Linked DNA regions of Rattus norvegicus: region 1 is linked to region 2. The links are chromatin contacts, called in public Hi-C maps. All regions are on one chromosome and are shown on one strand. Each heading gives the region's core, a stretch centred on a gene start, on an enhancer-like site or on the middle of the called end of the contact. The rest is flanking DNA. Distances are from core to core; before and after follow the strand shown. Region 1 overlaps Zfp831 (zinc finger protein 831). Region 2 holds the start of Nelfcd (negative elongation factor complex member C/D).

The links. A called contact is a pair of places that touch in the nucleus more often than the background predicts.
Region 1: a contact with region 2 is called in a Hi-C map of mammary epithelial cells, with 2.8 times the contacts expected there. The contact joins the enhancer-like site here to the promoter of Nelfcd in region 2. A contact is called at or near these places in 2 of 12 Hi-C or Micro-C datasets (frontal cortex and mammary epithelial cells).

Annotation. Positions count from the first base shown.
Region 1 is chr3:183,889,419-183,893,484 of GRCr8, forward strand. The region is part of intron 2 of Zfp831 (zinc finger protein 831); the gene reads left to right. Among named protein-coding and RNA genes, the nearest start is that of Zfp831, 35 kb to the left of the region's middle. Within about 2 kb of position 1,688, at least 25 of the 93 cell types and tissues checked have an H3K27ac peak or open chromatin away from gene starts, as enhancers often do.
Region 2 is chr3:183,630,333-183,634,061 of GRCr8, forward strand. It overlaps Nelfcd (negative elongation factor complex member C/D), which reads left to right and starts at 1,636. Exons shown (of 15, transcript NM_001271254.1): 1 at 1,636-1,756. The coding sequence starts at 1,670.

The DNA of each region.
Region 1 (4,066 bases), core at 438-2,937, 260 kb after region 2:
TTGCATCGAGAGGGGTTAGGTGTCCACATCTGGCTGGGAGCTGAGAACAAGATTGTTTTGATGGAAGTTTTTTTTTTTTTTTTTTTTTTTGCGGAGCATCTGTTCTCTTGCGTTACCTTGTACTCAGCTCACCTGAGAAGCCGCTGTCCTGTCTCCCAGCTTCCTGTGAAGCGGGGGTGTTCTAGAAACCGGTAATTTCATTTGTGGACTTAGAGTTCATTTGTTTTTTGTTTTTTTTTTAAGTCGGGGGACATCTGTCTCTTTTTGCCCGAGGCCTTCAACTGTAAAATGGAGTATGGCTAGTGTCTAATCTGGCTCCTGTCTAGAAGTCCTGACTCATTCCAAGGGGCGGCGTGTGTGTGTGTGTGTGGGTTGCTGAGAGGCCCACTTCACAGGATCCTCAAGGTCCAACAGGGAGCTATGTCTTGGAAGGGAGCTGTTACAAAATTATGGCTCTCAGTAGCGTGTGACCAGGGTGGCAGACAGTAGGGGGCGCTACCGTCTTTACCCCACATCTAGCTAGAGAAGATGTCTTTAGGTCTTAGGAGTGAGCCAGAGGCTGTGGAGTCTCATTCTGCTGCCAGGGAGTGGGTACCTAGTGAGACACAAAGAAGGCTGGGTATCCGTGCTTCATGAACACCTCTGTGGATGCATATTCCACAGGGAGCTCAAGGAGCCCTGGTGCTCTGCTTAAGGTCCCTAGCCCCCAGACAAGCCCTGCTTCTGTTGGCCTTCACCTCAACCTTGGATGCTGGCAGGGAGCTCGGAGAATCAGCTCCAACAACAGGCAGCTTCCTGCTTCCGCATTTGAGGGCTTCCGCCAAATGTTTTCCCTCACCTGATTTTCGTTATGGCCTTTGGGGGTCAGAGGTGGCTGCCAAGGCTACCCCCTCCCCATCCTCACTGGCAGGGAGTCATGCCCAAGTTCATACGTGGACGAAAAGATAGGTTCCTAAATCCCCCCCCCTTCTTTCTGCTAAAAGTCTTAAAATGTTGGGGGTTTTTTTTGTTTTTGTTTTTTTTTTAACTTTCAGACTTTTTTTTTTTGTCCCAGCCTCCAAGGCATTAGCGTTTGATGGCTACGAGGCACCTGGCATGCCGGAGACGGACAAAAGCCACCTCTAAGCACGAACATTTGAAATTATTAAGTGTTCATTAAAGCACCCCCCGGGTGCACAGCGCTCTTAGGGATGTTTGCTTCTCAATTTTCTATAATTTCCTTATTTTTCTCTTCTAGCTAAAGGCAGATGAAAAACGAACTCGGCGCATTTGAGTCTCTGAATCATAGTTAATGTGCGACGCCCCCTCCCTTAACTGCGCTGTTTCCCTCTGCCTCCTCCAGTCCCCTTTCCTATCAATCGGATAGACTTCTTGTTCCTTTTAACCCTTACTCCGACTGCCACTCGAGAAATCCATGCAAAGACCCCGACCAGCTCTCTCAATAGCCCCACTCGCTTTAGGCAGGGGTCTGCAGGCTGGGAGCTGTAGAAAAATCGAGACGGCTGCAGTATTGCAGCCCGGGCGCCAGCAGGGACTCGGGGTGGGGGGCAGCTGTCTGGCAGGTGGCTGCAGGCTGGGGTGCAGAGCACATCCTGGGCAGCCACCCACGCCCCCCCCTAGCCCCACTGAGGGCTTCCGGGGGGACTGGGGAGCTGTGGCTGTGCGTGGACTGTACTGGAAAAATACCAAGCTCCAAGCCCCCTCCCGTCCGCTCTCCTGTGACTCTGGTCTTACATGAGCAGAGAGGGAACAACAGCTAAAAGCTGTTTTTCTCTCTCCCTTTCTTTTTATTTTTTTGACAACAACCTCACATAACCTCAAAAAGTTACCCATGAATTTACCAAAAACTTTTTATGAAACTACTTTAACCTCTGGTGGGGGTTAAAAACAAGCTCTGTGGATTTATTACCCGGAAAAAAAAAAATAAAAAAGCGGAGCATGACTCTGTATTTGCTGGAAAATCGTCTTCCAAGCTTCAACGGTGCCCCCTACCGCCGCCTGCGAGGAATAGCGGGCGCCGACTGCAGCAGGATCTGCGGGCTGCTGGCTGCTGGCTGCCCAAGACCAGGCAGGACCTGATCCCCGGCAGGTGACTGGACCCCTCCACTGCATCCCGGGTCTGCTCCGAACCCGGACCCCTCGCTGGGTCTTAGCTTATATTCTTTGAAATTCAAATGGTTAAACCAGGAGCAGGCTAATCGCCTGCTGGGCTTGTACCTCCTGGCTGGGCTGGACCCCTGCAGAACAGTTGAAGCTTAGAGTCTGAGCACGCAGGCGACCCTTGTTTGTTTGTTCCTTTTCCCTGCCTTCACGTAAATGCCACCTAGATGTACTGAAGGAAGAATGATGACCGCCCCCAGAGGAAGGAAGGACAGGAGTTCAGGCAGGGGACCTCGTAGGAGGCTGAGACCCAGAGAAGCTGAGCATTGCAGAGAGCAGGGTGAAAGAGATGGGCAAAGAGAAGACCAGCAGATTCGGAAGGACCGGGGAATGGGGTGAGGGTCGCTGTGAGGAGACATGTGGATGTGGTCAGGCCTCCCCAATTTCAAAACACCCCAGTTCTCGCTCAGAACTACTCTGTTTTTACGAAGCACACGGGAGGGAAAAAAGCTGCTCAGAAAAACAAATGTTAAGTAGAGACGGAGGAGCCGGCTCTGCAGCCTGCCCAGAACAGGCAGGAGCATGCGGCACTCAGATTGTCTGGGCCCTCAGACCTACAGTCCTGTTGCTAAGGACTGAGCTTTCCTTCTTGCCGGCAAAAGAAAATAACAACACTGAAAGAAAGAAAAAAAAAAAAACAATGAAACAAAACAAAGGCAAGAACAAACAAACAAACAAACCAGACTAGCATCCTGGCAGTCTTAGCTTCTATACAGGGAGAAAGCCAGCTCTGCTCTCTCTGGAAAAATCTAGAATTCGACACTAGATAGATCTTCCAGTGTTTACACGATGCTAATGCAAACACCCTGTCTGTCCATCTGTCCTTCTGTCTGTCTGCCTGCCTGCCTGCCTGTCTCTCACGCACCACTGCCAGATATCGTTATTATTGAGGTTCGGGAGCCGGGGCTTACTGCCATCTCTTTTTGTTACCTAACGCCCACACATCCAGCATCTGGCTCAGGAGAACCAAATGCCAAACCCGGTTTATCTGTAGCTCTTTTGGGGTTCGCGGGTTGGATTTGAGGGGAAGCTTCCTTTTTCTTTTCTCTTCTGGCCCAGGAGACTATAGGAAGGCAGCTGCTTCTCCACATGCGCAACTCCCTAGAAATCCCTTGGGGAATTGGTGGCACTCGGGGGAGAGGTGCTTTCTCTTCTTATCCCAGAAAGCTCTGTACCCTCCCTCCTGGTGGGTGGGTATCCATCCTTCCCAGATTCTCACTGAACCAGGTCCATTTCAAGTTTGGCACTTGGATCCAAAGCTACATTTGTGATTTGGGGCCCCTTTTTTTTCCAAGATGGACTTTCTGGGTATCCTGTATCCCTGCCCCACCCCCCCAGCCTCATCTGACGCAGCCTAGGCTCTCTCGGTCCCTCCTGTTGGTAGAAACTAGTGTTCTGCTGCCCCTAGTGGTGGACTCCGGCATAGCACCCTGTTGCTTTAGCAGGGCAGACTGGCATTCTTGCTTTGTCCAGGAGCTATTTCCTGGGGCACTGTCGTGGGGTTCCATTCTTTCCTTTTCTATTTCTTCTCTTGACCTACTAAGATCTGGTTACATAGCCTAGGCTGCCTCGAACTTATGGAAATTCTCCTGCATCATAGTTGCCACCCACCAGCTTTACACATTGTTTCTCAAAGGACAACCTAAGGTCTTCTTTTGTCTTCCTTGTATCCTAAACCATTGAACATTGCAATGGAGACCACAGCGAATCAAAGACACGTCTACATCTACCTCTGCTCAAGTGAGTTAAATAGACTACATTTTTGATTCCCACAAAGTCACACGTTAATGGCTCACATGAAATCAGTGATATATGTGTTCATCTGAAAGCAATTATTTTCCTTTTACAGTTGCTTCCGGGTCCTGTGGGGTTTCCATGTCTGTGATTTCTGCCCTCCCCTTTCACT
Region 2 (3,729 bases), core at 386-2,885:
AGACGTGCCTTTCCAGGAGCACAGGCTAGAGATCAATTATTCTAGCGACGGTGACGCAGGCCGGACGCAACGCTTCTGTTAGGCTTGTCAACCGGTTTCATAATAAGCATCTATTGGTTATGGGAGAGGTGAGTTAGACAATCCCTGCGTCTGTGGGTGCTGCTAGCTATTCATACACGAATCTGCCTGCTTTCCACCCAGACAGTATATTCCTTTCGTCTACGAGCCATCGTTGGAGTTTAACAGACATTCGTTATTTCCAACATTTTCAGAAAACAAATAAAAATGAGCCTGAAATGAACCCAAAGCAGGGCCCTCCTGAACTGAAAACACCTTTGTCCATTGAGTGGAGATATGTAAAATAGCCCCCTCCACCATCCGCAAAGAAGTCTTTCGGAGTTGTCTCCAGTGCAGCAGGCTCCAGCCTGAACATATCCCTGTCCCCGGCAGAAACCTTCCTCCTGCTGGGCCACCTGTGAGTGTACAGACTGGAAGTCTAGGTAGCTTCTTACCAGACCATGCCCTGCCTGTTCCCCTCTCCCCTCCTGCCCTGCAGCTCCGGTCTCCTTACGCCCCTCCCCCTCGGGTGTAGCAAACGGCTAGACATTCCAGATATATCAAGCAAACAAAAATCCAGATGAACTTTTATAATAACTAAGACCCGCTAACTCCCCACCAACTCTGTAATGCTTCAATACTCCATTGGACTAAATCCTTGCAAGGGGTTGTCAACTCTGGTGGCTCCGGCGTCAACTAAAATGCAAGGTGCCACCAGCTCCTGTGGTGGACTTTCTTTGCCAGGTTGTTTGAAATGGTAAGACAGCCCCTGAGCACCTTGGGAAAGTTTCTTCTGTTATTACAGAGTATTTGCTTCGGTTGCCTAGCATCATTGCGCTGTGGCAAGGATTCGTGGAGCTCCAGGTGTTATCAATGATCCAGGCACTTAGGAGTTATTCAACAAACACTTGTCGAGTGATGGTAGGGAGGAGTAAAATGGCATCTCAGCGCCTGTTATCAGTGCCTGATGACTGTACTTCGTGGCTCTTTTCTCTAGCCTCTCCTCATTGTCTGCATCCAGAGGCCACCGTACTAACCTCAGTGGTGATTTGGGGTCACCTGCTAGGTAGCCTCTCCAGTTATTTTCAGCTTAGGTGTTCAGTGGGTCCTCTTTCCAGGGCCCAGACATGGCTTTAGTAGGGCCTCCTCCACTGGAAGTACGTTTTATATCTCGCTGTGCACTGCATCGAGTAATTTTTGCCCACGGTGAAAAAAATCAGGACATTTCTGAGAGCCTGAGACTCAATGGATGCCTAGCTCGGCTGGTAGCTGCACCGGAGAGGCAAAGCTAAGCTCACTGAAAGTTTCGAAGTCTTTATAGCAACTTGAAGCCAGCTTGCACTTCCGAGTGAGACCCTGTCTTAAAAAGGAAAATAAAAAGCTGTCCTGGAAGTTTTCTACTTAGATGTAAAGCTCTGAGACGTACAGTCTTGCTCTTGAGAAATCCTACAAGGTGTTCCCCCTCCACCGAGAAGGCCAAAGCATGGGCCACGCCCCCGTGTAACCACGCCCCTTGCCAACTCCGCCTCTCCAGCCTTGCCTGAGGCCCAGAACCGCGCGTGCGCCCTTTCATTTGTTGTGTCCGCGCACGCGCAGTGAAGTCGCGGCAAATATGGCGGGTCCAGCGCCGGGTACGATTATGGGAGAAGACTACTTCGGGAATGCGTCTGAGTGGGGTGAAGAGGCGGACGGCGGCCAGGTGAGAAGGCAGTAGGCGTTCCGCCAGGAAGCCGGGTCTCTGCCCTGTCCTCGCGGCTCCTGCGCCGGCCAGAACCGGGTACAGGGGGGCGTCAACACTTGACTCCCTGACCTCCGACCCCGGACCCTAGCAAGGCGGGCCTTGGAGCCGCACTGAGGGGCTTCTGGCGGGTCCTGCCCCATTAGAGACCTCAGTTTTCCATGCACTCCGATTTACAGTGACACCTGGGGCTGACCTCTCTGCCAGGTAGGAGCCATGGTACCTCCTGGCCGGAGGGGCAGAACAGACTCCAAGGAAGAAGAGGGACACAGTGACACAGTGAACAAACTCTAACTCCAAACTCCAGCAGCATCCCGAGGGAGGGAAAACACTCTCTGGGGCTGGACAATCCAAACTCTCTTTTCACTTTTGGATGATTTCATCCATCCTTAGAATACAGGACTTAAGATCTTGTAGCCCTGACTGTCCAGGGTTTGGGTGAGAGATGGGGAACTGGCACCATTCAGTGTCCCAAAAAACATCAGGGTTAGGAAATCAGAGACCCATCCAGGTGTATGATTGACTTAAGCCTCCCATGCTCTTCTGGACAGTGTGCGGGGACCCCGGACTGTTTGCCTTTTCTACAGGAAGCAAGATGAACTTTGAATGAATATAGGATGCAGTGGGGTATACCAGTGGAGTGGTCTGTGGTGGTGCAGTGAGGGCCGTGGAGGAAAAGTGAGAGGTTTCCGGAACTGAGGGAAGTCCTCTGTGGTTGGCTGGCTGATTGGTTGGTTGGTTGCTGGACCGGGAGCTGTCAGTCATCAGCGCAGCCTCCCTGGAGCCTGTAGATTTGCTGACCAGTACAACTTAAGACCCTGGGGGTTGGGGATTTAGCTCAGTGGTAGAGCGCTTGCCTACCAAGCGCAAGGCCCTGGGTTCGGTCCCCAGCTCCGAAAAAAAAAAAAAAAAGAAAAGAAAAGACTCTGGGCGTCCTACATCACTTGGAAACTCAGTGGCAGATATATGGAGTTGGATTTAGCGAACTTGGATGTCGGGCTAAGTGCTTTTGTGTAATAGCTCATTCTAGGCCCTAGAGCAGCAGTTCTCGGCCGGTGGGCCATGACCCCTCTGGGGGTCAACTGGTAGCAAATCGGATATCCTGCATATTTACTTTACAATTCATAACAGTAGCAAAATGCAGTTGTGAAGTAGAGACGAAAGTAATATTATGGGTGGGGTTCCCCACAACATGAAGAACTGTGTTGAGGGGTTGCAGCATTAGGAAGGTTGAGAACCTCTGCTCTAGAGTTCCCATTGAGTGTTAATTAGTAAGTCAGGCAAAAAGACTCAGTACCTTGCCCAGGGCCATAATGGAGGAAGGAAGGAAGACTCAAAATGACATCTGTCGTGTCTGTCCTGCCACACAAACACCAGGCCCTAAGTTCAGAAACTGGCGGCAGCCCTTGTCTGTAACCCAGCACTGGGAAATCCCTGGAGCTCCCTCGACAGCCAGTGGGACCTCGTCAGTGAGAACTTCAAAAATGGGGGTGTGGAGAGAGATACCCAACCTCGACCTCTAACATCTACACACAGACAGTGTACACACAGGAACACCTCAGGAGACCACATGGGCACGAGACAGTACACTGCAGATTAGCTTGGTGGTTGTTGTCTGTGTTTATGTTTTGTGACTGTGGAGGGTTAGGCGTGGCCTGGACTAGAGTCCACTGAATTTCAGTCTGAATGGCTGTGGTTTGACCTGTTGACCCTAACGCGATCTCCCCAATGAGAGTGATGAGCTATCGGAGTGTGAAACCTGCGACTTAGGTGTCCTGAGTAACCGAGTGTGGTTCAGCAGTTGGGAATGTGGTAGTGTGAAAATACTGGACACCCCTGCACACACACACTTTCTTCATCTCTGTTCTCTGACTGTACTTGAAGGGGGCGAAAGTCCAGAGGGATGGAGGATGGAGCCTTGAGCTGGGTCCACC